Regions from separate parts of the Mus musculus genome. Here all the other regions are linked to region 4. The links are chromatin contacts, called in public ChIA-PET and promoter capture Hi-C maps. All regions are on one chromosome and are shown on one strand. The core of a region is the stretch at or near the end of the contact, and the rest is flanking DNA. Distances in the headings are between cores, read along the strand shown. Region 1 holds the start of Vps9d1 (VPS9 domain containing 1). Region 2 holds the start of Sult5a1 (sulfotransferase family 5A, member 1). Region 3 holds the start of Klhdc4 (kelch domain containing 4). Region 4 holds the start of Rnf166 (ring finger protein 166).

Region 1 (7,365 bases), core at 759-3,258, 780 kb after region 4:
ACATCCGTCCAAGATGTACAAAACACTAATTTAACTACTTCCTCCTCCAGGACCTTTTAAACGTACTTTTGCTGGCAAGGCCCCCACTTTGTGCATCTCACTCTTAACTACCTTGAGGCAGTGTCTTGACCCAATTCACAATCCGTCCCCTAATCCTGACCACTTCTCCTCAATGCCAGCATGTCACACTATGACATCATATGCTAACGATAAGGACCAGGTTGGAAAGAGACAGGAGACCTCTGGAAAACCTCAGAAGGCAGAAAAGGAGACAGTTCCCCGCCCTCATCTGAAAACATTTGGCGGTGCCAGCTGGTGGGCAAGGGCATGGGTGGGTGGGTGGGGGCACCATTTTGCTATCATGAGAGGAGTAGCAAGTCTGAAGGCATACCTGTAGTGTTTTCCACGTCTTCGAGCAATACCTGGGAGATGTAGTGGATGCTGCGCAGGTATTCCACGTACGCTTCCTAGATGCAGGGGAGAGAATAGCAGTGGTCAGGCCTGCATCCTGCCTGCCTGGTGAATGCCCAGATACAACTGCAGGACCAACAGTGCCTGCTTGTTTTTTGACAAGACTTCCTTCTAGGCTTCAGTGATGGATGGTCCAGCTAGGACACAGATGGTATCTATACTGTCTAGACTTGAAGGGAAAAAGATATCAAACAGAACAAAAAATCAAAGAATTCCTTCCTTCAACACTGTGCTGAGGAGTTCCCAGACAGACACACCTCTCCTCTCATTACTATCCACCACATGAAGGAGCTGAGCTTCAGTCAGGAGGCTCCACAGAGCTGCCTGAGCAGCAATAAGGGTTTCCACTCTGTGTGACAAAGTTCTCTTCCTGTGCAACTCAAAGACTAGCAGTCTTTCCATGTCTCATGAAAAGCACTTCCTGAAATCTGAGGAGAGGATAAGGGCTCATCTGTCAATCTCAAGTTTTGGCTTAGGTGAAGAAATAACATTCTACAGACTCCAGAATAATTCCCTCTGCTCAAAGGAGCCCAGAGCACCGAGCTGCAGGTTTCAGCTGTGTGACCCCTCTGCTCTGGGCTCTGTGACAGCTCAAGACAGAACGCACTCTGGTCTGTATGTGTTTCGTTTTACTCGTTGTCAAAATTACCCAACTTTAATTAGCTCAGCACTTCAGATAAAATGGGTTTCAGGTAGGATTCTGGTCTTGTGAGGGTGCCCTAGAAAACTAAGTTGGGGCACTGGACAACCAGTGATTCGTCCTGTCCTATGGAAGCTCTGGGTGGCCCAGCCGGCTTTTCTACCTTGTTGCCATCCTTTTAATTAGCAGTTATTCTCAGTGACAGGCCACACCCCTTTTGTGCCTGGGTTTCTTTACAAATGACCTTTGAAGGCAACTGCAGACAGCAGCAGCATCCTGAATGAGCCAACAGTCGGGTCTTTTCTAGATTAACTCTACACAGACTCTGTCAAGAATACACACACACACACACACACACACACACACACACACATCTGTCATCTACATCTTGGATGTAGGTCCTTTGCAAACAGAACCTCCTCCTTATGTCACACCGCCTCATCACACAGGTAAATCTAGGCCCAGTGCGAGCTGAGCTGTTCCAGGTCCCCGCAGAGCTCGGCGCCCTTAGCCTCCGGGCCCCGGGTCTCCGGGCGCGGTCCCAGAGCCGCCGCCGCCGCCGCGCGCATCGGGAGCGCCGAATCCCTCTACACGCCCGCCCTCGCCCACCCACCAGGGGCAAAGGGCCTCCCAGAGCTGCTTCCGCGACCCTCCCAGCCTCACCCGGGGCCGGTTGCCGGTGTCTAGCTCGATGGCCTTGTTGGCCAGTTTCATGGCGCTCTGCAGTGGCTTCGCCCCGCCGTCCCCGGCCGCAGCGGCCATGGCGCTGGGCGGGGGCGGGGAGCGGGAGGCCGCGGCGGCAGGGGCGGGACGGGGCGGACGCCTCCAGACCGGAACGCGGAGCGCGGAGCTGAGGGAGGCGCAGGAGCTGCGCACCGCCGGAAGGGGACCCGGACACACTTCCGCCGGCCTTGCCCCGCCCCGCCGCGCCCCGCCCCGCCGCGCAGACTTGGGTTTAGGGGACCGGAGGGGTCAGTGGCTCTTGTCACCTCCTCCGGCCAACTTGCTGCGAGCGCGGACGGGAAGGCTGGCGGGGAGAGCTACTGCTCTGAAGGGTTTCTGTTGTGCGCCACCGCCCGGGCGGCAGTCCGCGGCCGTTCACCCTCCGGGCTGCCCCTCCTTTAAGGGCCTGTCGCGAGTTCCGAGAGACCCGAAGAACTCCGGGCTCCTGACCCCGCCGCGGCCGCTGTGGCTCCCCAGACCGCTCCTCGCTTCCTTGCAGCCCTCGCTTCCTCCGGCTCCGATCTCGGGGAGCCGAGCGGAGCGGGGCAGCGCGGCGGAGAGTAGCGGAACGGCACGGAGTGTGCCAAGTTAAGTCCGCTCTAGCAAGAAGTCAGGGGGCCGAGCCACACCGAGCAGCGCGGAGCAGGGAGCGAGTGTCGCCTACCACCATGAAGCGGGACCGCCTCGGCCGCTTCCTGTCTCCCGGAATAGCTCGGCAGCGCGGGGGTTCGGGCGGCGGCTGTGGAAGCGGTCGGACTCGGGGTCGCCCTTCTCGCAGCGGCGGAACGAGCGCTGACGGGGCGGCTGCTCAGCTCAGCTGGGGCTCGATGACACGCTCCTGCGGGGACACAGGCGACGACGGTACAGACGAAGCTGGTGGGTTCCAGGCGTCCTCGGGCCCCGGTGCGAGCTTAGTGATAATGAGAGCAAACCAGGCCTCCTGGTTCTGGAGAACGCGGGCCCTCTGGAGAACTGCCGATAGAGGCCCTTTCCTCTGCCGCCCAGACAGCTCTGTGTCGCTGCTATTTAGTGCGTAAGATTTGAAGGCACACAGGTGTGGCTTCAAGTTTGCTCTTCGTGCTATGGACTTTTAGGGTAATTGCTTAACTTTTTCTGAACCCCAGTTTCTTGATGGTTAAAACAGGCCTATAACCTAACCTGCGTTGGGAACTGAGTTAAGTGAACTAACTGCTTGTTCCTTGTGCGGCTGCGAGTTTGTGAACAAGCAGCAGCTAGTTAGGTTAACAGCCTCCATGTGCATCACATTAGTGTGGTGTTCTTCAGTCATCTGAGAATGGCTTTCCTATGTAAGCTGTCCTTTACTCCCACTAGGGGCAGTTGGGTGGCATCATGCACATGCTGCAGGCAGGGCACCTATAGATGGACAGGGATGAACAGTGAGTTAGTTTCTTGAGGCACGGCTTGGACACATTTTCAGAATAGGGATGTTAAGTTTCATCTTCGTTGTAGGCATCTGGGGTTCCTTGAATATTGAGTGTTCAGTGAGGAAGGCCAGCTCCCGAGTCCCAGTCCCGCTACTCTTGTGTTTAGGAAGCCTGGTGCGGGCACTTCTCTGCTTGCAGTGTTCGGAGGCCAGGGGGAAGAGTGGCCCTTGCACTGCGAGTACCTCGCTTATGTCACATTTGCTTCTCTGCGCAGGAGCAGGCCGGACTCTCGCTATGGGGCATTGTCGACTCTGCCATGGGAAGTTTTCCTCACGGAGCCTCCGAAGCATCTCTGACAGAGTGCCTGGGGAGACTTCAGAAAGACTGTCCCCAGGAGAGCGTGTCTTCATTAGGGACTTCCAGCGTCTGCTGGGTGTCGCTGTGCACCAGGACCCAGCCCTGCCTCAGTCTGTCTGCAAGAACTGCTACACCCAATTCTATCAGTGCCACAGCCTTCTCAGGACCTTCTTACAGAGAGTCAACGTCTCCCCAGCTGGCCAGAGGAAGCCTTGTACAAAGTAGGCCCTTGTTGGATTTCTAGGGACTTTTAGGGGTTCGTCACCCTGTGTTCTAGGTGTTGACTTAAGGCAGTGACTTGGGGTGGACAAAAGCTAGCATACAAAAGCTCATGGTGTTACAATGGGGTGCTGTGGTGGCAATGTTTGCAGAGATCTGAGGGTGAAGAGCTATCACTTAGGAGAGAGGGAACCAGGGCAGCTGACAGAGGGGCCCTGTGGAAGACGTTTGTGACCTTGAGAGGTTCCTAAACTGTGGCCACTGATGCTTTGCAGGGTTGGTGTTCAGCCTACCACAGTGGCAGAGGAGGGAGCATGTGTGGGTGAGTGCTATCTGTGCCAGGGTGGGCGTCCCAGGGAGGGCCTAGCGCTGGCCACGGTGAGCCTGACATCTCTGTTGATTCTCCTCAGCTGACCTGATCGCCTCCAGCCCTCGGTGTCTGCACGGCTTGGTGGGCTGGGTGCATGAGCATGCAGTCAGCTGTGGGTCTCTGCCCAGCCTCCAGAGGACACTGTCCTCTGAGTACTGCGGCATCATCCAGGCTGTGTGGGGCTGCGACCAGGGCCACGACTTCACCATGGACACAGCCTCCAGCTGCAGAGCTCTCTTTTTGGACAGTGCATTAGCAGTGAAATGGGCGTGGGGCAAGGACCTGTCACCACGGCTGGCCCAGAACTCAGAGTCCAACCCCACGGGAGCTGCCTCTCGGCTCTGCCAGGCCAGAGAAACCCAAGTTGGATCTGAGACCAAGACACTCCCCAGTGTGGATGTGGCCCTGCTGCACTCACATGGAGACTCTGTGGGACCTGGGCTAGGCCCCTGTACGCAGCCACACTTGGCTCCCAGTGAGGCCCCAGGTAAGCAGCACCTGTGGCTTATGCTGGAACAGGACTCAGTGTTCTGACCAAGGCTGTCATCAGCAGACAGTGGATTCTGTACTGTGTGCCTGTAGAGCACGGTACAGCATAGGAAGCTGGTGGCAGGAGAGGAGGATCCACCCTCGGTGCCTTCCCCTAGAACCTAAGTGTAGGGTGGCCCGACCAGCCTGTCTGACTTTCTGTCTCTTCACCAGTAGGCCTCTAATTCACCAGTTTCTGCAATGGTGCTCATCTGGCATTCAGTCTTCCTCTAAGTCTGTCCTTAGACCACAGGGGACTGGTTGTTCCTGTAGGCTGAGGGGACTGAGGGAGAGAGAAGAATGGGGTTATTGTCCGCAGGACATGGAGGCAGACAAAGAGGCTGCTACTTTACCATAGTGTGTAGGCCAGTGTGGTAGCTCTTCTGCTGACTGGCCCTTCTGTGGAGCTCAGACCCCACCCACACATGCTGTGGGTTGGATGCAGCTGTTCCTAAGCATCGTGTTGGGAGAGCTAGGAGCAGCCTCCTGCCTGCCTCTTGCCTCTGTGTGCTTCATGGCCAGTTATGGGCACTGCAGTTTTCACCTGCAGTCCACACTGGGGCTCTTTAAAAACTCTGGACGGGTACCAAGCATAGTGGTGCACACCTTTAACCCCAGCTCTTGGGGAGGCAAAGGCAGGCAGGCCAACTTCTGTGAGTTTGAGACCAGTCAGCTAGGTCTACGTAGAGAGTTCCAGGACAGAACCAAGGGTACATAGAGAGACCCTGTCTCAAAAAAAAAAAAAAAAAAAAAAAAAGCGGGATTGAAGATAAGGCTCAGCAGTTAAGAACACTTGCTGCCCTTGCAAAAGACACACATGGTGAGTAATCACCACATAACTCCAGTTCATGATCCAAGGCCTCATCTGGCCTCTGCCAGCACCAGGCATGTGCATAGGAGAAATAGTCACACACATAAATTCTTTTTCTTTCCCGAGACAGGATTTCTCTGTATAGTCGTGGGTGTCTTGGAACTCACTTTGTAGACCAGGCTGGCCTCGAACTCAGAAATTCGCCTGCCTCTGCCTCCCGAGTGCTGAGATTAAAGGCATGCGCCACCACGCCTGGCTTAAAAATTTTTTTTAAACATTAAAAGTGTAAGTACCCCTGTGGTTCAGCTATAGGTGGGCTCTAGGCGAGGCCCTAGGGTGACGCCACAGACTTTAGAATGCCTGGCTGTATAAAGTGTTTGTATACAGTATCTTTTAACATGTTGTAAACTATGCAGAGTGGGCCGTTCTCACAATGGCCTGAATCTGAGCAGGAGTGAGAACAGAGGAGGTTGAGGCCACAGGCCTCCCAGCCCCAGTAAGGAAGGTGTGTCCTTAGACAGGGAGGGACAGCATTGCCTCCTTACAGGAAAGTGCTCACTGTTGGTAACCAGAGCCTGTTCTTTGTTTCCCAGGGCAACTGGGTGAGACGCAGGTTCCCTCGTCAACCTCGGATGATCGGGTAAAAGACGAGTTCAGTGACCTTTCTGAGGGGTGAGAGAAGAGGGGGTTTCATAGCCTAAACTCTCTCCTTCCAGACCAGACTCAGCCTGTCTAGAGCTGCTACCCTTGGTTGGCATGTTTGCCATCTCTCCTTCTTAGAGGTGGGGAGGAGAGGAGTGATCAGGGTTGTTCTGAGGTCCCTGGCTCCTGACTTAGCTTTCTGGTGATGAAGCATGCTGCAGGGGCAGTACTGTTCTGTTCTGACCCACAGCAGTCCGAATTGCCTCATTTACACTGCCCCGGTATTGGTCCTTTGCTGTTAACAGTGTGCTGCTTCTTTAAAGGCCTTAGTCTTGTACTAGCTCCAGCATCGCTAGAACAGAGAGAGGATGCTAGATGCAGGCGCTATAGGGTAGGAATGTTGAGAAAGAAAGAGCAGAAGCTCTGTGTAGGGTGAGGAGAGGACAGTCCTCCCTTGGAAGGAAGGGGTCAGTGGGTCTCAGCTCTGGGCTGAGAACCACTCAGGGGTGTTTTCCCCTTTGTCCTGCCCATAACTCCTGTGAGGGCCAGCTGTATTGCTGGGCTCTTAGACTGCCTGTAGCCTTACCCCATCAAGATAGCTGGAGGCCTGTGGGGAACACTGTGGGCTTGCTAGCCTGGCTGCTTGCTGCTTTCCAGAGGCCAGTGATTCGTGTTTCAGGGGAAGGCCATAAACCCCCTCTTCCTGCTGTGAACTTTGGAATGGCTAAGAGTGTGCCTGTGCTCAGTTGATGAGTGATACAGCCACTTTCTGAATCTGCTTCTAACCCTTCGCACTCTCCCTGCTGTAAAAAAATAAGCTCTTTTAGAGTTTGGGGTCCTGGTCTTCCAAAAGAGCGGCTTACAGGGAGGAGGGTTGCTAGCTTGTTTGGTTTCAGTGAGTGGCTTGCCTTCCTATAGGGCAGATTGAGGAGTTGGGGATTTTAGATTTCTTAGGACATGTTCAGAAGTGACACTCGGACTATGGGGTCTGTAGCCCTGAAGACAGGAGGCCGTGCTGGGTTTGTTCCACCCACGTCAGTGCTTTGCTGAAAGCTCTCTCGTCTTTCCTAGAGACTTCCTGAGCGAAGATGAGAGTGATAAGAAACAGACACCTCAGTCCTCGGATGAGTCCTTTGAGCCTTACCCAGAAAAGAAGTAAGAATCTAGGCCTGTTTCAGCATATGCCTTATGGAGGGATGGTTTACAGGTTAGCAGTGGT
Region 2 (6,441 bases), core at 3,548-6,047, 680 kb after region 4:
TTTTACACTGAGTTTGGGTAACTAAGATCACAAACAAGGGGAAAGTACTGTGTGTAAGACTTAACCCTATCAGGGCAGTAGTGGTGCACACCTTTAATCCCAGCACTTGGGAGGCAGAGGCAGGCAGATTTCTGAATTCGAGGCCAGCCTGGTCTACAGAGTGAGTTCCAGGACAGCCAGGGCTACACAGAAAAACCCTGTCTTGGAAAAAAAAAAAAAAGACAACATTATCAAGGAGATAGGAGACATGGATGTAAAAGGCCCCAGAGAGAGTTCTGGGATCACAGGGACCCGGGCAGGAGTGGCTTCCAGGGAACACTAGGGCTTTCCACCTTCCTGCCTTATGGGCAGGCACACTTTAGTCATCCATTGCATTTAGAAAGGTAGGCTGAGGCCACTGGAGCAGGAAGGTACGGGTGTTCCTGAGGGCTAGGTGTTGCTCCATTCTGCAGTTCCTGTCAGCCTCTGGGAGCTTGGGAAGGATTCGCAGCTTCTACAGGAGTAGATGCAAAAGCAGGTTTTCTGCGAGGCGGGAGGAGAGACACCCACATCCCCTTGTGCTCTGCTAAAGCAAGACCTGGTCCTCAGCAGTTGGATGTCCACACAGTAGCCTGCTCAGGCCTCCATTTACACCAGACCATGAGTGGCGGGCACCTGTATGGTGCTAGGTGTGGTGTGACCAGGATGTGGTCCTGGACATGGAGGCAGTGGTCAAGCATCTTCCTGGACACCACCACCACCACCACCACCACCACCACCACCACCACCACCACCACCACTGTCTCCTCCCATACAGCAGTTAGACGGGTGAGATGATTCAATGGGTAAAGAGGTTTGTCACCAAGCCTGATAAACTCCCCTGAGAACTACATGGTAGAAGGAGAAAACTGACTCTTGAAAGTTGTCACCTGACCTCAGTACATCACGTACTGTGTCACAATGTGTGCCCGGGTGCTGAGTGGAAGTGATAGAAACATTTATGGCAGTTTACTGGGATGACTTGGTCCTAGCCACTTTTTTCCTTTTTTTTTTTTTTTTTTGCCTATGATATTCTTTCTAATATGTATTAGGGGGAGAAAGTTATATAGATCACATCTGGAAATTCTTTCAGGCTAATTTCATTTGGTCTTCTCAACATGTCATTTAGTAAGGTAGCTGTAGGCTTCTGAGAATGAAGCGCACACACACACACACACACACACACACACACACACACACACAAATAAATAAATAAATAAATGTTCAGATAACCACCAAACCAGTGGCTTTCACCAATGCGCCTCATCCTGTAGCTCTGGTATCAAAGCGCTAATAGGGGTGGTATTGCAGAAGATGCTGTTTCCTCACGACCTTTCCAGCTTCTTGGGGCTACCATCTTACTTCCAAACCATCTCATCCAAGGGCGAAAGCTTCACCGCAGCACTGCCACGTCTCTCACCTGTCCCCACTCCTGTCATCATAACTCCTTTTATGTCTGAGCCTTACGCACCGTTCTCTAGGGACACTGTGATGACACTGGGCTCCTTGATCCATGATGATCTATCTAAAGGTCCTTAGTCTCATCATGACTGCAAAGTCCCCTCTGCCCCATGCGCTCGCATACCGTGAGGATTACATTATGAGCATGTTGGGGCTGCTGTTCAGGGGATGGCAGGCAGGGATAGACAGGAGGCTAGGACAGCCCTACATCTGCCAGGAAGGCATCAGATGCAGGAATGTGAGGGCAGGGCGGAGAGGAAGAGAGGATCCATTGTGGAAGAGCTGACCCGAGAACACCCGAGTCCTGCATGCCAGCTTCCTGCTTGGTTGTGTGTCCTTAGCCTACCGCCGCTCTTCCTGCAGAGTCCTGGAGGGCCCTGGTCTGAGATGGACACTCACTGTATGAATGGTCTGGAGCCTCCTTGGTGTGTTTGATGCTACAGTGACCCCATCAGGCAGAGGAGGGACATGAGGCAGAAAGAGGGCAAAGTGTGGTTTAGATCTGCAGAAGCCTTCCCAGGAAGGATGGCCAATGAACTGTGAGGACACTGGCCAGAGAAGTAAGAGGAGCATTTGACATGGACCTCTCACCCAGCTCCTGGTGGCTTCCCATGCATGTCTGCAGTCCCTGTTGTGAGCACCCTGAGGGGAAACCATGGCATCTAATAAGTACCACTTTCTGGTTTGTTTGTTTTTTTGAGCCAAGATACCTCTGTGTAGCTCTGACTACACTGTAACTAGTTCTGTAGACCAGGCTGGCCTTGAACTCATAGAGATCTGCCTGCCCCTGCCTCCAAACTTCTAGGACTAAAGGAGTGAGCCACCACATTCATCTCACTATCGCTTTCTAATGGAATGTTCCAGAACATTCAAGCCTTAGCGATGGTCTTTCCAGAAAGCCAATCTGGCCTATTCCTCACCTACACAAAGCAAACACTCTACCGGGCTGTGCCCCAACCCATTTCTCTACCTCAGACATCTGAAAAGGAGCTTTGGCCCTGGCCAGAGAGGAGGGTGCTCTGGGAGTTGTTCGGGTGTCTACTCCCCTCAAGCAACCACACTTTCTGGGGTCACCTTCAGAGATAGCAAATCCTAGAGAGCTCAATGGGAATGGAAGGTCAAGGGCCCCCCCTTAGCTTCTCTGGTTTCCAGTAGGGGGAAGGTTATATCACCTTTTTATTTTTAGGCCAGACAGAACCAGTCTAAGAAAAAGCAAACCAGAAAAGGTTCCTCAGAACAGGCGTGGCCCTTCCCGCCCAGCCCGCCTGGGCCCAGTTCAGGGACATGTGATAAGATTCAGCAAGGTATCTTTCCGCTACAGGCCAGAACCTGCCTGCTCTGCGAGGATGGGATCTCGTACTTATAGTGGGATGATCGGTCCCCACCCCCTGCCCACATACAGGGACAGTGACAGCCTGGATCCAGGATCCCATAGCTCTGCTGCCCTATCCTTTAAGATATACTGAGGCTGGAGGCGCAGTCTGACAGATCCCAGCCCACCCACTGCATTCTTTCTGGTGGGAAGCCCAGCCCACAGACCAGGCCCCTGGGTAGATATGTTAAGATGTGAATGGAGGGATCGGATCCAGGGAGTAGGAGGGGGGTGGGGCAGGGCTGGAACTTGGGACAACTATGCAGGGTGGAGGGGAAGGGGGTCTGGTGTGAGGGGAAGACTGTCAGGAATGTGGAGTATAGGAGGGTTGCTTGGCCCTATCTGCTGAATTGCTGACTTACCTAAGTCACTACAGTCCAGGTGGCCCTGGTGGCCAAGTCACATGAAGCAGATCTTGCTCTCAGTGGCATTGTGTCCTAGCTGGGCTATGTCCAGGAGACAAAAGCAAACTATGCCCTATGTGCCTATCCTGACGGATTCAGGATGGGGAGGATGGTTATGCAGGGTCTGCAGAGCTATGCTGCTACCCTGAGCACACTGGAGGAGAGTAGACCAGGCAGTCTTATGGGATTAGGGAGTTCCTGTGCCCCACATAAACATACTTCACTGGGGTGATGTACACCATTCACCCCAGCATGATTCAGGACAAGGAAAAGCTTTGTCCCCCAAGGACCACCCGCCTAAGAATAAAGCCAGATTCTCAGCACACACCCCATTTCACCCCCCCCCCCCCAGCATTCCTCCCATGGCCTCAGAAACACGTTCAAGCAAGTGCAGAGAGATTACAAGAAGTCTGTGTGAACCTGACCAAGGTACAGGGGGAGAGGGGGGCTGCTTGTACCCAGGATACCCTGTGCTTCTGAGGCTATTAGAAAGAGGAACAACCAGCCAAGGAGGCTAGTGAGGGGCTTCATACAGCTGGTACTGACTCAAGCCAGAAAGGCAGCCCTACAGCTTATACCAGTCACAGGTGACAGAGAGGGCCCGGGTGTCTACAGTGCCGAGAAGGGGACTGAGGCACTATGGGTGGCAGGAAGCCCTGGTGTTGGATTGTCCAGGCTCCTTGTCCCAGTCTGTCTCTCACCTGACTTGGGAAATGTTACCAAGAGGATGTCTGTGTCCTGGAACTGGAAGGAGCAAGCCGCTTTCAGGGACTCTGGGGTGTGTATGAATCCTGGGAAGCGGACGCCATCGAAGATTTCAGTGGTGTTCATGCGCTCAGTCATGCTGGTGCTGTGCGGAACAGGGCTGGAGGTGAGGAAGTCTGTTACCGAGGGCCCAAGCTCTTTCCAGTAGATACAGGCCAGTCTGCCATTCCATCATGAAAGTGTTGAGATAGGTCCACACCCAGTGGCTACTGTTATTGCTCTCAGGCATCATTGCAGGACCATCTTAGAACCTTGGACAGACTTGTCTGTCGTCTGGCCCAAGAAAGGTCCCAACCCCATCAGAGGATATAGACCTCTGTGCTATGGCCTTGGAATGACAGTGGCATCTGTCTGGCCTTGAGAGTGTGGCTGGTTGCTTGCAGAATTCTGCCCTAGCCACCAGCTCTTGGCCATCTGTATGCAGGGCTACACCTCGAAAGTGTGTGGTTGTGATGGATCATGAACATCCTTGCGGACTTGAGAGCTGCTTGTCTCGGCCCCAAAGCATAGTGGGATCGGTATCTAAAGGCCCCATCTAGAGAGCAAGCAGCTCCCACCCACAGCCCCCCTCCAGTCTTGCTCTACAGCTGCCCAGACTGGGCTGACAGGAATGTTTCTACTGAATCCTGGAGCAGCCTCCGACAGAAGCCCCACCTCCCCTGTTTCCTCGGGATCCCCTACTTACCACAAAGTCCTTCTTCCAGTGGTACCTGGCTGTGCGCACGCAGCCCAGACCTAGGAAATGTGGCTCAGGCTCTACTTGGGCACCTCCAAAGAGGCTCCACCCTAGCGTTGCAGGGCCCTGGGGCAGAAGACTGCAGGGTGCCCCGCCCCCAACCAGACCCATTTGGGGGAGGGGCTGGGAAGAGCGCCCCCATAGGCAAGCAATAAGCGGATAATCTTCGGGACAAAACCTATTTTTCAAGCAGACTAAGGTGCTCAAAAAATAAGTTTAACAGTGTCTGGGAATGACACAATTTTCCTGTTTCAACAATGCTCCCCTGTGGAGCACTGGCCAGGAAGGGCCAGGAAGGGGCCAGGAAGGGGCCAGGAAGAGGCAGTGCACCGTCCCTTTCTTGTATTCTGACAACAGAAGGCAGCTTTCTCTACCACCCTAGGACCCACCATGCAGTTTATATAATTTTGACATTTGTGGTAAGATACAGTACAAAGCAACCAGCTCTGACAGAGTACATCCGTGAAGACTTTTCCATCTCCCGCCACCTCCAGCTGCCAACCACCAGATTCCCTTGTCTCATGTTCTCATTAGGCAGCTGCCAGCCAGCATGAAAATGTCTCTCTGCCTACAGGGCCACTTACAACCAGAGTCCAGGGGATTTGTATACAACACAACAAAACTTCTTCCATTTGCTTAGGAGATTTGTGTTCTTCTGTTTGGTTGGTTTGGGCTTCTGGTTTGTTTTTGATCCATTCTGCTGCAGGGGAGTACCCAAGGGTCCTCATCCTCTTTGTCTTATAGGTAGGAAACGGTGTGTGTATCAACACACACCCACAGAGCACACACTGACCCGGTGTCTGTTTGTCCTTGGCTGTCCTTTAAAGTGTAACTCTGGTCCTGATTCCTCTTCTCAGACCTTGCCCGGGAGAAATCAGCACACGCAACCCACAGAGACTACAGCCAAGTTCTCCAAAGGCTCAGCTAAATTGATTTCACTAATTCACACACCATGTGACTACCACAGTCACGACTGGGACATATAAAACAGTTCAGGCCTCCTTCTTACCATAAACCCGTGTCCTCCCCCGATAAGTTACTCAAGCCTGTCATCACCTCTTGTTTCCCTTGTTGTTGAAGGCCACACGATGCACAGCCTTGTGTCTGGGTTTGTTCCCTGCTCCTTGTGTTGCTTACGACATTCATCCATGTCATTGTGTGTATGGACAGTTCTTCCACGCGGCTGTGTTGTGTTGAATAGGTAAGTGTTCACCTGCTCACCGTATGTTTACGGACATCAGGGCTGTTTCTAGTTGTGATAGATTTCTTTTTTGTTTGTTTGTTTTTTTGTTTTTTGAAGACAGGGTTTCTCTGTATAGTCCTACAGGCTGTCCTGGAACTCACTTTGTAGACCAGGCTGTCCTCGAACTCAGAAATCCGCCTGCCTCTGCTTCCCAAGTGCTGGGATTAAAGGCGTGTGCCACCACCACCCGGCTGTGATAGCTTTCTTGAAGTGTGATTCATATAGAAGAGCTGAAGATGGGGCTCAGTCGGAAGAGTGCTTACCTGGCGTTCGGGAACCCTGGATTCAGTCTCCGCCATTGCACATACAAGGTGGCATACATGCCAATGCACATACATGGTGGCATATGTGCCATTGCACAAACATGGTGACATATGCCTACAATCCCAGCATTCAGGAGGTAGAGGAGAGTCAAATATTTAAGGTCATCAGCTATACATTG
Region 3 (6,346 bases), core at 1,955-4,454, 650 kb before region 4:
CTCCTGCCAATCAATCAAAGCAGCTTTCTGTAGGTGTAGACGCATGCACCCCTCCTGCCAATCAATCAAAGCAGCTTTCTGTAGGTGTAGACGCATGCACCCCTCCTGCCAATCAATCAAAGCAGCTTTCTGTAGGTGTAGACGCATGCGCACCTCCTGCCAATCAATCAAAGCAGCTTTCTGTAGGTGTAGACGCATGCGCACCTCCTGCCAATCAATCAAAGCAGCTTTCTGTAGGTGTAGACGCATGCGCACCTCCTGCCAATCAATCAAAGCAGCTTTCTGTAGGTGTAGACGCATGCACACCTCCTGCCAATCAATCAAAGCAGCTTTCTGTAGGTGTAGACGCATGCGCACCTCCTGCCAATCAATCAAAGCAGCTTTCTGTAGGTGTAGACGCATGCGCACCTCCTGCCAATCAATCAAAGCAGCTTTCTGTAGGTGTAGACGCATGCACCCCTCCTGCCAATCAATCAAAGCAGCTTTCTGTAGGTGTAGACGCATGCGCACCTCCTGGCAATCAATCAAAGCAGCTTTCTGTAGGTGTAGACGCATGCGCACCTCCTGCCAATCAATCAAAGCAGCTTTCTGTAGGTGTAGACGCATGCGCACCTCCTGCCAATCAATCAAAGCAGCTTTCTGTAGGTGTAGACGCATGCGCACCTCCTGCCAATCAATCAAAGCAGCTTTCTGTAGGTGTAGACGCATGCACACCTCCTGCCAATCAATCAAAGCAGCTTTCTGTAGGTGTAGACGTATGCGCACCTCCTGCCAATCAATCAAAGCAGCTTTCTGTAGGTGTAGACGCATGCGCACCTCCTGCCAATCAATCAAAGCAGCTTTCTGTAGGTGTAGACGCGTGCGCACCTCCTGCCAATCAATCAAAGCAGCTTTCTGTAGGTGTAGACGCGTGCACACCTCCTGCCAATCAATCAAAGCAGCTTTCTGTAGGTGTAGACGCGTGCACACCTCCTGCCAATCAATCAAAGCAGCTTTCTGTAGGTGTAGACGCGTGCACACCTCCTGCCAATCAATCAAAGCAGCTTTCTGTAGGTGTAGACGCATGCGCACCTCCTGCCAATCAATCAAAGCAGCTTTCTGTAGGTGTAGACGCATGCACACCTCCTGCCAATCAATCAAAGCAGCTTTCTGTAGGTGTAGACGCGTGCACACCTCCTGCCAATCAATCAAAGCAGCTTTCTGTAGGTGTAGACGCATGCGCACCTCCTGCCAATCAATCAAAGCAGCTTTCTGTAGGTGTAGACGCATGCGCACCTCCTGCCAATCAATCAAAGCAGCTTTCTGTAGGTGTAGACGCATGCGCACCTCCTGCCAATCAATCAAGGGTTTTCTATGAAGGGAACTGCAACCTGGCCACACTGCCCTCTGACAACCTGTTTGTGCCAACAGCCTACCTTGCTGTCTACACAGCCATTCCTGGGATTCCTCTTGCTTACTGGTTTCCAGCTCCTATTCCCATGCTAAGATATGGGCTCCATGAGAACAGGCCTTGAGTCCTTTAGACCAGTGCCTGAATGACAGGGTCGGTGCTAACCTGCGGGCTACCACTCGACAGCCCCTACCTACGTCCCAGCTGTCACCACAGACCTGGACACTAAGGCAACAAGCATGCTGGCCAGCACTGAAACCAAACTTTCCCACACCCACACAGTGCCCACTCCCCTGAGTTTACTAGGGTGTCCAAGTTTGCTTTCTATTGCTGTGATCAAAAGCAACCGGGAAGGAGAGGGTTTATCTCACCTTACAGCTTACATTCCATCCTGAAAGGAAGTTAGAGCAGGAACCCCAGGGGCAGGAGATGAAGCAGAGACCAAGGCGGATAGCTGCTTCTTGGCTAGTTTGCTGTAGCTTGCTCAGCTTTTTTCTTAACGACCCAGTGCCACCTGCCCAGGTATGGGTTAGATCTTCCAATACCAATCACTAATCAAGACAATACCCCCACAGATTTGCCTAGAAGCAGGTTTTTAAAAATGCGTTATTTCATATGTGTAGGCGTCTTGCCAGAATGTGTGCCTGGTGCCCACAAAGGCCAGAGACCTGTGAGCTCCCAGATGGGTCCACAGAATAAAACCTGGATCCTCTGGAAGAGCAACATATGCTCTTAACAGCTGAGCCATCTCTCCAGCTCCACACAGGCCAATCTTATGGAGGTATATTCTCAATTGAGGTTCCCTCTTCCAAGGTTATGAGGAGGGGAGCCCAGGAAGTCCTGTGCCTGGCAGACCACTGAGCTAAACGTGGCCATCAAAGCTGCCTCCATAGTTTCTTGGGTCAGAAAGCCCTAAGACAACAGCAAGCACGGTGCTTGAACTTCCGCACAGATCCACCTGTAGGTCCTGGGATAATCAATGCCTATAAGAATATGAGTGAAGGTCACAACCAAATGTCCTGAAACACCGCAGTTTCAGTGACTTGTCTGGTTACTAAATCCTGCTGATGGTGGCACGCCTTTAATTCCAGCACTCCACTCGGGAGGTAGAAGCAGCGGGAGTTCTCTCAGTTCAAGACCAGCCTGGTCAACAGAGTGACTTCCAGGACAGAGAAACCCTGTCTCGAAAACCAACAGACACAACCCCCAAATTCCTACTCGTGGCTCACTCCCTGAGGCTGCTGGAAGAAAATCTGCTCTCCTTTTAGGGCTGGGGGCTGGGGAGTGGGGACAGGCGCAGGACCGTTACGGCTTTACTCCCGGAACGCAGACCTGGACCAAGCAGGAATCACCCAGCTTCACTTCTCCTCTACTAAGCCCCACCACGTTGCTTTACTCTGCCCACAGAAAGGTAAGCACGCGGAACCGAACAGGACAGATCTGGTCTTCCATGGAAGAGAGGGCGACCGGATAAACGAGGAGTTTCGGGACTGCAAAGGGACCCGAGAGAGGAGAGGCCCGGGGGCACCGGGCTCGGCGCAGGCCCGAAGCCACCCAGGGACACCGGGCGCAACCCCGCCTCCGGGTCTCCCGCCCGCGATCGCACGCCGCTCCGGGCCCCGCTCACCTCCTCCTTCCGCGAGCGCTTGGACACCTTCTTCTCCATCTTGGCGGCCGTCTTCTCCGCGCCGCGGCCCTTCTTCTCCTTCTTTCCCTTCTTGCCCATCGCGCCGATTCGGAAGCGGCGCCCGGGAGACAACCGGAGGCAAATGAATGATGATGTTCTGCCGGGCCGGAAACGAGCGGCGCGCTATAGGAGGCTCACTTCCTGTCCTTTGCTCTGGTGTTCCGTGGAGCAGCCGATCCCACCAGTACTTTGGGTCCGTCTCGGGCCGCGTGAGTAGGGAGCCGCTCCGCTGGCACACCAGCAAGCTGCGTGACTCTAAACGAGACGCGAGCATGTGGGATGCTGACCGCCTCATCCCACAGAGGAATTTCCACGTACTTAGGGATTCCTGACATGAATTAAGGCAGCCCTCTTTCCCTATCCCATGTAAAATGTGCCAGGACCTGTCAGGCCCTCCCGCAGTGCCTTTGCCCTTCTGCTGGCGATGCTTCACTGGACCAGCATGTCCCTCCATTGGGAGACCCGGGCTGGTGATGGGTATCTGTACTCCCGACGGTGCTTGATTTACGGTCTGGCAGATACGTAATAGGAAAATATGCTCCCGGGTTTGACCTAAATGGTACAGTGGAAGAGGGACCCGCGGTTTTGAAAGAGCAGAGTGCATTGCCTAGAGGGTGTCGTCTTTGAGCTGTAATCAAGGAATGGCGCAAAATAAGGACAAGGGCAAGCAAAATACTGGCAAAGGGAACACATAGACGAGGAACTAATCTTCTTTCTCGGTGGGAACGCTGCCAAAGCACAGCCTTTAAAGAAACTGCCTTGGATCGGGCCAACCACTAATCATTGACGCTCTGAGGAGGCGGGAGCTCCCAATTCAGTTCCAGGTTTTTCCATAAACCTAGTTCTTAAGAAGAAAACTTGCTTTTGAGGAAAACAATGGTGTTGTGTGGTTTCTTTCTTTCTTTCTTTTCTTTCTTTTTTTTTTTTTTTTTCCTGAAGAGATACACAGAATCAACTTTTCACCCCAAACAGGACGTCAACAGATAAAAGAAATGTGCTCGCGTTGGCAGCAGATATGCTAACATTGGAATGATACAGGGATTGTTAGCATGGCCCCTGCGAAAGAATAGCACGCAAATGCATGATGCGTTCCATCATTTTTCTTATGTCTTTTTGGAGACAAGGTTTCTCTCTGTAGCTTTGGCTGCCCTGGAACTCACTCTGTAAAGCAGGCTGGCCTCGAACTCACAGAGATCTGCCTGCCTCTGCCTTCCGAGTGATGGGATTAAAGGTGTGTGCCACTGCCCAACTTCATTCCATACTTTTCAAAGATGAAATTGAAATTGTCTTCAGAAAGCTCATCTCAGCTAGAACCTATCTGTAGAGTTATCCCAGGTGTGCATCCCTTAACAGCCCTATCTCACTCCCAAAGGAAAAGCCAATCAGGGGGTATTTTTACCATCCAAAAGCCGCTGTTTGTGTTTGTGGTGGTAGGGTATCAAGGTGGAGTTTGGTGAGGGGAAAGAATCTGATTAAAATATATTTTATACAAACACACACACACACACAAACCAAAAAACAGCTGGGCAGTGATAGCACAGCCTTGAATCCTGGCACTCAGGAAGCAGAGATAGTTGGATCTCTATGAATTCAAGGCCAGCCTGATCTATAAAGAGAGTTTCAGGACAGCCAAGGCCACACAGAGAAAACCCTCTATCATAAAAAAATATAGATAGATAGATAGATACATAGATAGATACATAGATAGATACATAGATAGATACAAGAGAGAGAGAGAGAGAGAGAGAGAGAGATCTAAAAGACCAAAGAAATTATTCCAAGTCCAGTAGCTTGGACTCAGTAGCTTGTTGAAGTACTGAGTTGTTTGTTTTGATTTACAGGAGCACAGGTGACTCGAAGGCAGCCACGTCTCATAAACGTCTCACCTAGCATGGGTGGATGAGGAATTTATAAACATTGTATCACTGGTACCCAAGCCACCTCCCACCTCCTGTACAGCCTGGCACTAAGCTCCTGGCAGCTGAGGCGGCTGAGCGAGGAGCGGTTGGAGTCTCTAGTGAGAGTCTGTGGTCGCCCCTTCCTTCTGCAGGAGAAAATGAAAAGACCCAATGTTGTAAGAGGCTATTAACATTCTCCACTGTTCGCAATATATAGCACTGTTCCTTCTTCAGGGCTGAAAGGGAAAGTATATCCTCTGCGGAAGATTTAGAAAGATCTGGAAGTTGCAGGGATTAATGCTTTTATTATCTGAAAGAATCTCAAAGCTAAATTGGGAAGCTCTTAATACAGGTCACAGTGATTCACCAGAGGTTAAAATTTTCATTACTAGGAAAGACACAGAATAAAACTGCTTTGATTTATTTCCTCCCTCCCCTATTTTCTTTTTTGGCTGTTGTTTGTTTTTGTTTTTGTTTTTTTACGACAGGTTTTTCTGTGTATCCCTGGCTGTTCTGAAACCCTCTCTTTAGACTAGGCTAGCCTTGAACTCAGATATTCAGTGACCTCCCAAGTGCTGTGACTAAAGGCATGAGCCACACTGCCCAGCCAAAACAGCTCTGATTTCAAGATAGAGACAGAAATATCATGCCTGGAGGAGAGAATTCTCCAAAAGTTCTACAAAAGGAAAAAGAGGAGGGGAGAGAAGAGAGGAACCAAATGAAGGCTCTGCTGATCTCCAAGACTGCTTGCAGATCATGTGTAATGCTAGAGGGGGAAAATAGTTACCGGATCAGAGATAGCCAGCCACTGGAGCTGAGCCTCCAGACCCCTTCTGCACTGTAGCAACAGGCTGCTCTGCCCACTGCTCAGGTGAACCGCTGTTTCTAACAAGCTCTAACCTAAAACATCTCTTATCCTCCTCATTGTTCTGAAAATATTAGGTAACCTCTGAGCACCACACTTAAAGTGGAACAGGCCTTCAAAGAACATCACATCAGTCCACTTACACACACACACACACACACACACACACATATACACCAGCATTCCCTCTTCAGGCCTGTGAAAGGGAGACCATATTCTTTGTGGAAGACTTAGAAAGATCTGGAAATTGCAGGGACTAATGCTTTCATTATCTGAAAGAATCTCGAAGCTAAATTGGAAAAGCTCTTGATGGTACATGTCACAGTGATTCACGGGAGGTTGAAATGTTCATTACCAGGAAGGAAAGGGAACAGAGCAGATAGAGTGAGGTCAGAATCCTAAAATAGTGAAAAGATTAAGTACCGGGTTCTATTTTAGTAAAATTCACATCTTTGAAAATTTAATAGATTGACTTAAATGTAACGCGTCAATTTTAGACTCCCTTT
Region 4 (7,094 bases), core at 3,075-5,574:
AGAATGCTGCTGCTGGTTGGCTGCTCCTGGCATCCCCATATAAATTAAAACGGGAGTAGAATGAGCTGTGTGGTTCCAGTTAGCCGCCTTCCCGCACAGGGAATTCAGTGAAGGACAATGATGGAGAATGATAAAACTGACCAGCTCCAGAAGGGAAGACACAGCGGGAAGGTTTCTAGGTGCAGGTGCCCTGGAAGAGAACCTTCTGTCCAGCAGCCACAGAGTGCACGCTGAAGAGAATCAAACCTCATTGTAAGGTTGGCTAAATGACAGCAAGAACTCAAGCCCCAACCTCAGAGGGCATGGACATTAACTGGGAAAGAGTGGAATCCTGGTGCCTGGGATGAACACGCGTGGGAGGACGACAGTGAAGCTGAGAAGGCTGAAGCCTCGGATCCTCGAAGGTCTATTTCCTGAGAAGTCTCCACCCTCAGCAGATGGACTCCTACCTCCGGCTCCCTGAACTGCCTCTTCTACCTTTGACTGAGGAAATTAATTGTTCACTGTCTGCTAAAACAGCAGTGACTCTGACTAAAGGAAACGCCAGGCAAGACAGCACTGATGTCTCTCAGCGCCCACCAACAGGTAGGTACCTCTAGACCCATAACCAGACTTAATGCTAGCAGGCTCCTAGACAGGAGGTAAAAAAATGTAGTCCCTGAGGAAGTGAGCCATACTACTAAGGAGCTTAATGAGTTTGCTAACTCACTAAGCAGAAGCCTGGGGAATATGTGTGGGAATGGACTTTACGTGTGTAGGATAATGGTGGAAGGAACATAAAACTAGATCAGGCTGAGTTTATTGATATGAGCCCATTAAGATTCTAGGTTTAATGTGGAAGCTTGAGGTTTTAAGAGGTGACCTCTGCACAGAATGGCAAGTGCTCATTAATAGCACCGGGTAGGAGGAGGGGGAGTGACTCAGCCTCCAGGACTGAAGGAGGAGGCTCCGAGAAGACAGTGTGAAAGTTTACTTCTCTTGGAGGCTGTGGGGTCAGGATGATGAGCCACACTGGTCAGGTGTCAGAATATTCCTGAATTTGCAGGTGACATAGCCAATGTCCCTTCTAGCACTTTGAGATCTCAAGAAAATGTCCTTAGCCGGGCGTGGTGGCGCACTCCTTTAATCCCAGGGAGGCAGAGGTAGGTGGATTTCTGAGTTCGAGGCCAGCCTGGTCTACAGAGTGAGTTCCAGGACAGCCAGGGCTGCACAGAGAAACCCTGTCTCGAAAAGCCAAAAAAAAAAAAAAAAAAAAAAAAAAGAAAATATTCTTTGAAACAATGAGGGTGGTGGACCCCTAGGTAGTGTCAAAGGTCCCTGCACCCTTCTTTTTGATGGAGCTACCACCTGGCAAGCCATATTAACAGAGCCAAGAGAAACAAGATCAGCCTGAGAGTCGACACTCAGTGGGTGTGAAGGACTCTCGGAAGCACTGTCCTGCAGTCAGAGTGGCTTGCTCTCACCTACCTCACCCTGGCAGAGCAGGCAGAGATGGCACCAGCAACCACACACCCAGACTTGGAATCCCAGTTCCGTTTATAGGAAATGTGCAGCACGGCCCAATCCCGAGAGTGAGCGAACTGGTGAGCAGATGCCAGGACTGTGCAAGGAGTGGCTGCTTTTTGGGGTGGAGAATGTTCTAGATGGCGCTAAAGGTTGTGTGACTGAGCATGAGGGGAACCAATGGCTTCTACAGTTGTTGAGCTTTTTGAGGCACAAGGCTGGAGAGATGGCTCAGTGACTCACTGGTTAAGAGCCCTGGTTGCTCCTGCAGACATGGTGGCTATCGACTGTCTGCAGCTACAGTCCCAAGGCGGTCCAGTGCCATTTCTGGCCTCCATGGGAGGTGCATGCATGATACAGACATACATGCAAGCAAAACACCCATAAAACAAAAAATAAAAACCCTAAAAACTTTAACAAAAAGACTTCACTTTGTGGCCTGTGCCAGGCTTTGAACTCATTCCTGTCTTACCTCAGTCTTCCAAATACTAGGAGTGCTACCAATTTATAGGTAGGAGCCACCATGCCTGATCTGAATGAACAAACCATGCAGCCCTATATTCTACCTCAGAGAAACCCACAGGGAGAGCAAGGCCACACTGGGAAAAAGGAAAATGGTCCCAGAAGAGCAGGCCTTCAAAGATGCTGGCGTGGCCAGAGGAAGGCACTCCTTCTCTAAGAAGGCGAGGAGGTCTCAAGTCTACGCGGTGACTCTCCCCAAGAGGAAGTAGAACGAAACGTGGGGCTCTTGGCCTAGTTTCCAGACCACACTTCTCCCACAGAGAGTTCCTGCCTGCATCTACAGAGGCTGGTGTAGGGCAGCTTCTCCACCATGTGACACAACTGAGGGCGTGAATGTGGGAGAGAACACCCATTGCATTGCCCCTTCCTGTGTTCTTCCACCCTCAAGGCAGCCAGTTCCCTCAGGCAAAGTTGCTTTGTGAAGTCTCAAGACTGCTCCTCTGTGGCCTTGGGATACAGCCTGGAGCACACCTCTACAGTGGCCTTGGGATAGTTCCTGGAGCACACCTCCACAGTGGCGCCACTGGCAGGCCTCCTGCCTGTATCTGCAGCCACAAAGTCTCCCCACTTCCTCTCCTTCTCTTGTCCGGGTAGCAGTGCAGCAACTCTGTAGGGAGGGTTCTACTCACAAAAAACCTCAAGAAGGAAACAGCTTCTGGTCAGGAGGTGAAGACAGAGGGATCAGTGACATTTTAAAAGGTGATGTGAAAACTTAACCCTCACACTTATTTTAAACAAGGGCTACACCCAACAGACACTGCGAATTAAAGGTAGGACTGAACAGCTGGGGAAACGGAACTGGCAAAGAAAGCAGGGCCACCTTCCCAAGGTGACGCTGTCCAGATAAAAGCCTGCAGAGGGAGCAATGGGAACAGGTTTACAGGTTTAAAGGTGCTTTTCAATCCCGTGTTCTACCTTTCTAAGAGGACAACACATACTGATTGGTGAATAGTAGCAAACTGAAGAATGCAGCAGTGGCCTGTGTGCACCGAGTGAAGGGATTGTAAAAAAAAAAAAAAAAAAAAAAAGACAACACTTCACAGAACACACCGTAAAACACCCACTTGTGCGTGCATACAAAAAAATGGGTCCTGATCCAAGGCTTCCTGCTAGAATATCACAGGAGCATTAGGCTGAGCAGGAGCTAGCTGTGCTCTTCCAAGACAACCTAGCAGAGCTCTCCAGAGGGATCCAGTCTTCGGTTCAGCCTGACACAGGGGGCAGGGAAAGTCAAGGCAGCCCTGGATGGAGACAAGGTCTCTGCCACCTCCCTGTATGACTCGCAGGCACACGCCTACCCAAGCGGCTCCAGTTCCCTCTGCATTAGAGCCTCCAAAATCAGCTGCCTCTGTTTGCAAAATGCCTCCCACCAATCTGGGTGCACCTTGTCCTGCCCCAAGCAGAGGGGCTGTCTGCTGACAAGTCCTCCTCCTGCCCGTTCTCTATCGGCTAATCTCAAGAGCTGTACTGTGGGGAGGTCATGGAGCAGACGTTCTATCTTGGCTCCCTCCCAACCAGGCTGGGGTTGTGAAGGCCCTGAGCACCGCTCCCTCCCGCGCAGAGTCACATCCTCAAGTTTCTGCTCCTGAAACACGGGAGGAGGAGCCGCTAGATTGGGGGTGGGGGGTGTCTTGGCTCAGCTGGGCACCTAACGAAGTGCTTGATGTCTGGGTCCCTTTAGGCCCCGCTACCTGGAAGCTTCCTGTTCAGAATAGGCCAAGTCCTTCAAAACAAAACACCAGGCTCCAAACGCGTCCCTCTCCTAACTTTAGGGAAACTCATTTCCTTGACAGTCAACACGAGTAGACATGGGGTGGAACAGAGTGGGTTGCAGAAGCCACAAGTCGTTTATTTACAACGGCCCGCTCACCCGATCTCTGCAAGCCCGGACCCCCGCGCTCGGCGCAGCGGCCGCGTCCACCGCCCTCGAAGCAGCCGGCGGCCGTTGGCAACGCGCGGGGCCGGGGCGGGTGCAGGGCGCGCGCGCGGCCGGCGGGCAGGGGCTGCTTTCCCCACGTCTCCTTTCGGCCGCCAGCCACGACCCCGGCCCGGACCCCCCTCCCGCGGGCTCCCGGCGCGCGCTCTCACGTGTGGCCGCAGCTGCCGATGGCCACTGGCCGATGGTACACCTCCAGGCAGATGGGACAGCTGAACTGCGCCTCCAGGCCGCTGTCGCCGCCCGCGGGCCCAGCCGGCGGCTGCCGCTGCTGCGCCGAGGCCACCAGGCTGCGGAACATCGCCATCCCCGGGGCAGGCCGCCGCCGCCGCCCCCTATCCAGGCCGGCAGACCCGGCGTCACTGCCGCGACGGCGCCGCGCTGGCGTCACCGCCCAGGCCCCACCTCCCCGGGTTGCGTCACGACAGCGCCCGCTCGGCGGTGACGGCATCTCAGCGCGCCGGCATCTCAGCGCGCCGGCTCCTCACGCCACTCCGCAGTCGGGACCCACCCCTCCATGTGTCAGGCCGGTGAGGATTACGCGGGGCCGGCGCGGCGGGAGCCTCCGCCCGTGCCGCGGCCAAGGTAAGAACCTTCTACCACCAGGCCGGGGACAGTCCCCTTCGGTTCCCCACCAACCGGAATTCCGGGACTGCTGTGAGTCGGCGGCTAGAACTAAACCTAGGCCCTGGCGCGTGAGCCTGGCGCTTCCTCCGCCAGCTCGGGCCGGGAAGCGCGACCCTGACTCCCCCAAGCCCGCCATGGTGCGAGAATTCTGCCACATATGTTCTTGTTCTCTCAAAGCCGGGAGCAGAAATGTGTGAAGTGCGCAGAAGGCCTGCCGGTGGTGGTGATACGAGCGGGAGATGCCTTCTGCAGGTGAGATCTGGGCAGCCGTCCCCACCCCACCCCACCCCCACCCCCGCACGCCCCTTTTCCAGGCTTGCTTGTTTTCTTGTAAAGGCGCGGTAACTTGTAAGTGCTTAGCCCTAACCGTAAATAGTGGTGGGAACCACTGGTGACGACCCTTGTCATCTAAACTAGGCACACCCGTCAATTCAACACTTCAGAGTCCATGACAGGAGAATTACCTCCGATCTGAGGCCAGCTTGGGCTGCAGAGATGACCCTGTCAAACAAAATCCCACAGTCTCCTGCGCAGGTGCAGCCAGCCTCCCTTTGCTTCTGTGTTACAGGGTTTGTTTCAAGGCATTCTACGTTCACAAATTCAGAGCCATGCTTGGGAAGAACCGGGTCATCTTTCCTGGGGAGAAGGTACGATGTGTGGTGCCTGGGCGCTCGGCTGTCAGCCCTGCTGTCTTCCGTTTATGTTCGTTTCTTCAGCTGGCCTACTGTCCCTGGACATTGAGGGTAGACTTGGTGTCTGGGGCTGTCCAAGAAGTGGACAAGACATGCTCATATTGCGGATGCATGCCTCCGTGCTGATGCTGCCCTTCCCACCCCCAGGTGCTCCTGTCCTGGTCTGGGGGCCCTTCGTCCAGCTCCATGGTCTGGCAAGTGCTTGAGGTACATCTACACCATCTTCTGGGCGTAAGCTTCTGGATTGAATTAGCAGGGGCCTCCTTCCTCAGCCTATACTATGGAAGTTTTTGGTTAACACTAGACAGTACCCCACCCCACCCCAACTGGGACACCTTTAGGATGTCCCATATATATTCAGCAGGTGTGCAGTCCAGACACATGCCCTACACAGGGTCCCAGGCTACATCCCTATTGAGCTTTATTTGTTAGGACACAGTTTCAAAGATTGGCCAATCATGACAAAGAGCAGAGAGAAGCATTTGCCAAAAACAACGGGAGAAGCAGCATAGGTAGAAGGGAGTGGGGCAGATGGAACGGGACTCAAGCTAAGAGTGTCTGAACCTGCAGAGGTATACAGGGTTTCCTTGAGGGACCCCATGCAGAGCAGGGAACTACATGCTCTCTCACTGTAGGGTACCAGCTAGAGGGGCCAGTGTAGAGGCTGTCTTGGTAGGGGAGGTCTCAGTGGCGGTGCTGCTCCAGTGTGAATGACCTGTGTCGTACTTGAGTGGCTTTTGTGTCACCTGCTGGTCCCCCAGACCTACACATGTGAAGGTGAGAGCTCACTGTGAAGCCGTCAGTGTCTGATACCGCTTCTCATGGGAGACTCCGCCCCTGCTCTCCACGTATTGTCACCTCAGTTCTTACATTTCAAAACACTTTCTGGGGATTCTGGGGAACCCAGCAGATGGTAAAAGCGTTCCCCATGGCTCAGCCGCTGTCTCAGGTTGCTTAGGTGTCAGAGACAGGCTGGGGGTTGGGGAGAGTTCTGAAGTTTCTGATTCAGATAGGACATGCCCTCATGCAGGAGGGAAGACTTGGCCCCACACACCCCTGTGAGGAGGAAGGCCTAGGCAGTTTGGTCCACTGACTGGAGCATACTTCCAGAGAAGTGCTTTTGGCCAGAGCTGAGTCCTGACACTTCCCTTCTAGGGCCTGAGTCAGGATTCTGCGAAACGGCTGCGCTTTGTGCCAGGAGTCATCTATGTTGATGGTATGTGTGGTCACTCCTCTTCCTAGTCCCCAGCCATGCATGAGCCCCACAGGCTTTCCAGGGGACAGACTGGGGACAGAGGTGCCTTCCAATTGTATCGAAGGGCCCATGGTTGAAGAAGGTGAGCTTAGAGCTGTCTTTGGGACAGAAAGACTAGCCAGTTTCTTTAGCTGTGAGGGGAGCCTGTCTGAAAGCACCCCAAAGAAAAGGGGAGCCTGTCTGAAAGCACCCCAAAGAAAAGGGGAGCCTGTCTGAAAGCACCCCAAAGAAAAGGGGAGCCTGTCTGAAAGCACCCCAAAGAAAAGGCCAGTCCTGCTCTTACAGAACAGACCTGGTGGGACTTTTGTATGTGACACTGATGCCCCCCCCCCAGCCTGTCCCATCAGGCTCTTCCTCTGTAAAACCTACATGTGTCCCCCTGGGTTTCACAGAGGGCGCAGCCTGTGGTCAGAGCTTGGAGGACAGACAGAAGACGGTGGCTGAGGTGAAGCGGATCCTGGAGAACACTGGTTTCCCATGGCATGTGGTTGCCTTAGAAGAGGTAGGTGGGTCTGCCCCTGTAAAGGGTCCTGTGGTGGCCTTGGAGGGAGAATACCCA

What was found. Promoter capture Hi-C pulls out the DNA fragments that hold promoters and counts their contacts. ChIA-PET counts read pairs in DNA pulled down with a chosen protein or histone mark.
Region 1: a contact with region 4 is called in an RNA polymerase II ChIA-PET map of memory CD8 T cells, with 35 read pairs. The contact joins the promoter of Vps9d1 here to the promoter of Rnf166 in region 4. A contact is called at or near these places in 2 of 39 promoter capture datasets (embryonic stem cells and neutrophils), 1 of 484 Hi-C or Micro-C datasets (the G1E-ER4 cell line), 7 of 115 datasets of contacts at active chromatin or transcription factors (T-cell acute lymphoblastic leukemia, astrocytes, bone marrow-derived macrophages and 4 more) and 2 of 9 other capture datasets (adipose tissue and pancreatic islet).
Region 2: a promoter capture Hi-C map of liver shows a contact between it and region 4, with 2.6 times the contacts expected there. The contact joins the promoter of Sult5a1 here to the promoter of Rnf166 in region 4. A contact is called at or near these places in 12 of 39 promoter capture datasets (the 3T3-L1 cell line, the C10 cell line, cranial neural crest and 8 more), 2 of 115 datasets of contacts at active chromatin or transcription factors (large pre-B cells and stem cell-derived neural progenitor cells) and 1 of 9 other capture datasets (liver).
Region 3: a contact with region 4 is called in an RNA polymerase II ChIA-PET map of memory CD8 T cells, with 6 read pairs. The contact joins the promoter of Klhdc4 here to the promoter of Rnf166 in region 4.

The regions. Positions count from the first base shown.
Region 1 is chr8:123,252,214-123,259,578 of GRCm38.p6, forward strand. Vps9d1 (VPS9 domain containing 1) reads right to left here and starts at 2,009. Exons shown (of 15, transcript NM_028200.2): 1 at 1,775-2,009; 2 at 392-467. The coding sequence starts at 1,873. It overlaps Zfp276 (zinc finger protein (C2H2 type) 276), which reads left to right and starts at 1,982. Exons shown (of 11, transcript NM_020497.2): 1 at 1,982-2,710; 2 at 3,494-3,797; 3 at 4,071-4,117; 4 at 4,206-4,652; 5 at 6,098-6,176; 6 at 7,218-7,301. The coding sequence starts at 2,503.
Region 2 is chr8:123,153,483-123,159,923 of GRCm38.p6, forward strand. Sult5a1 (sulfotransferase family 5A, member 1) reads right to left here and starts at 4,798. Exons shown (of 7, transcript NM_020564.3): 1 at 4,706-4,798; 2 at 3,957-4,105. The coding sequence starts at 4,098.
Region 3 is chr8:121,826,365-121,832,710 of GRCm38.p6, forward strand. It overlaps Klhdc4 (kelch domain containing 4), which reads right to left and starts at 3,205. Exons shown (of 12, transcript NM_145605.2): 1 at 3,018-3,205. The coding sequence starts at 3,116. It overlaps Gm24283 (a small nuclear RNA gene), which reads left to right and starts at 4,072; the gene lies at 4,072-4,178.
Region 4 is chr8:122,471,750-122,478,843 of GRCm38.p6, forward strand. Rnf166 (ring finger protein 166) reads right to left here and starts at 4,325. Exons shown (of 6, transcript NM_001033142.3): 1 at 4,114-4,325. The coding sequence starts at 4,268. It overlaps Ctu2 (cytosolic thiouridylase subunit 2), which reads left to right and starts at 4,394. Exons shown (of 15, transcript NM_153775.2): 1 at 4,394-4,546; 2 at 4,766-4,840; 3 at 5,157-5,235; 4 at 5,428-5,487; 5 at 6,436-6,496; 6 at 6,928-7,037. The coding sequence starts at 4,479.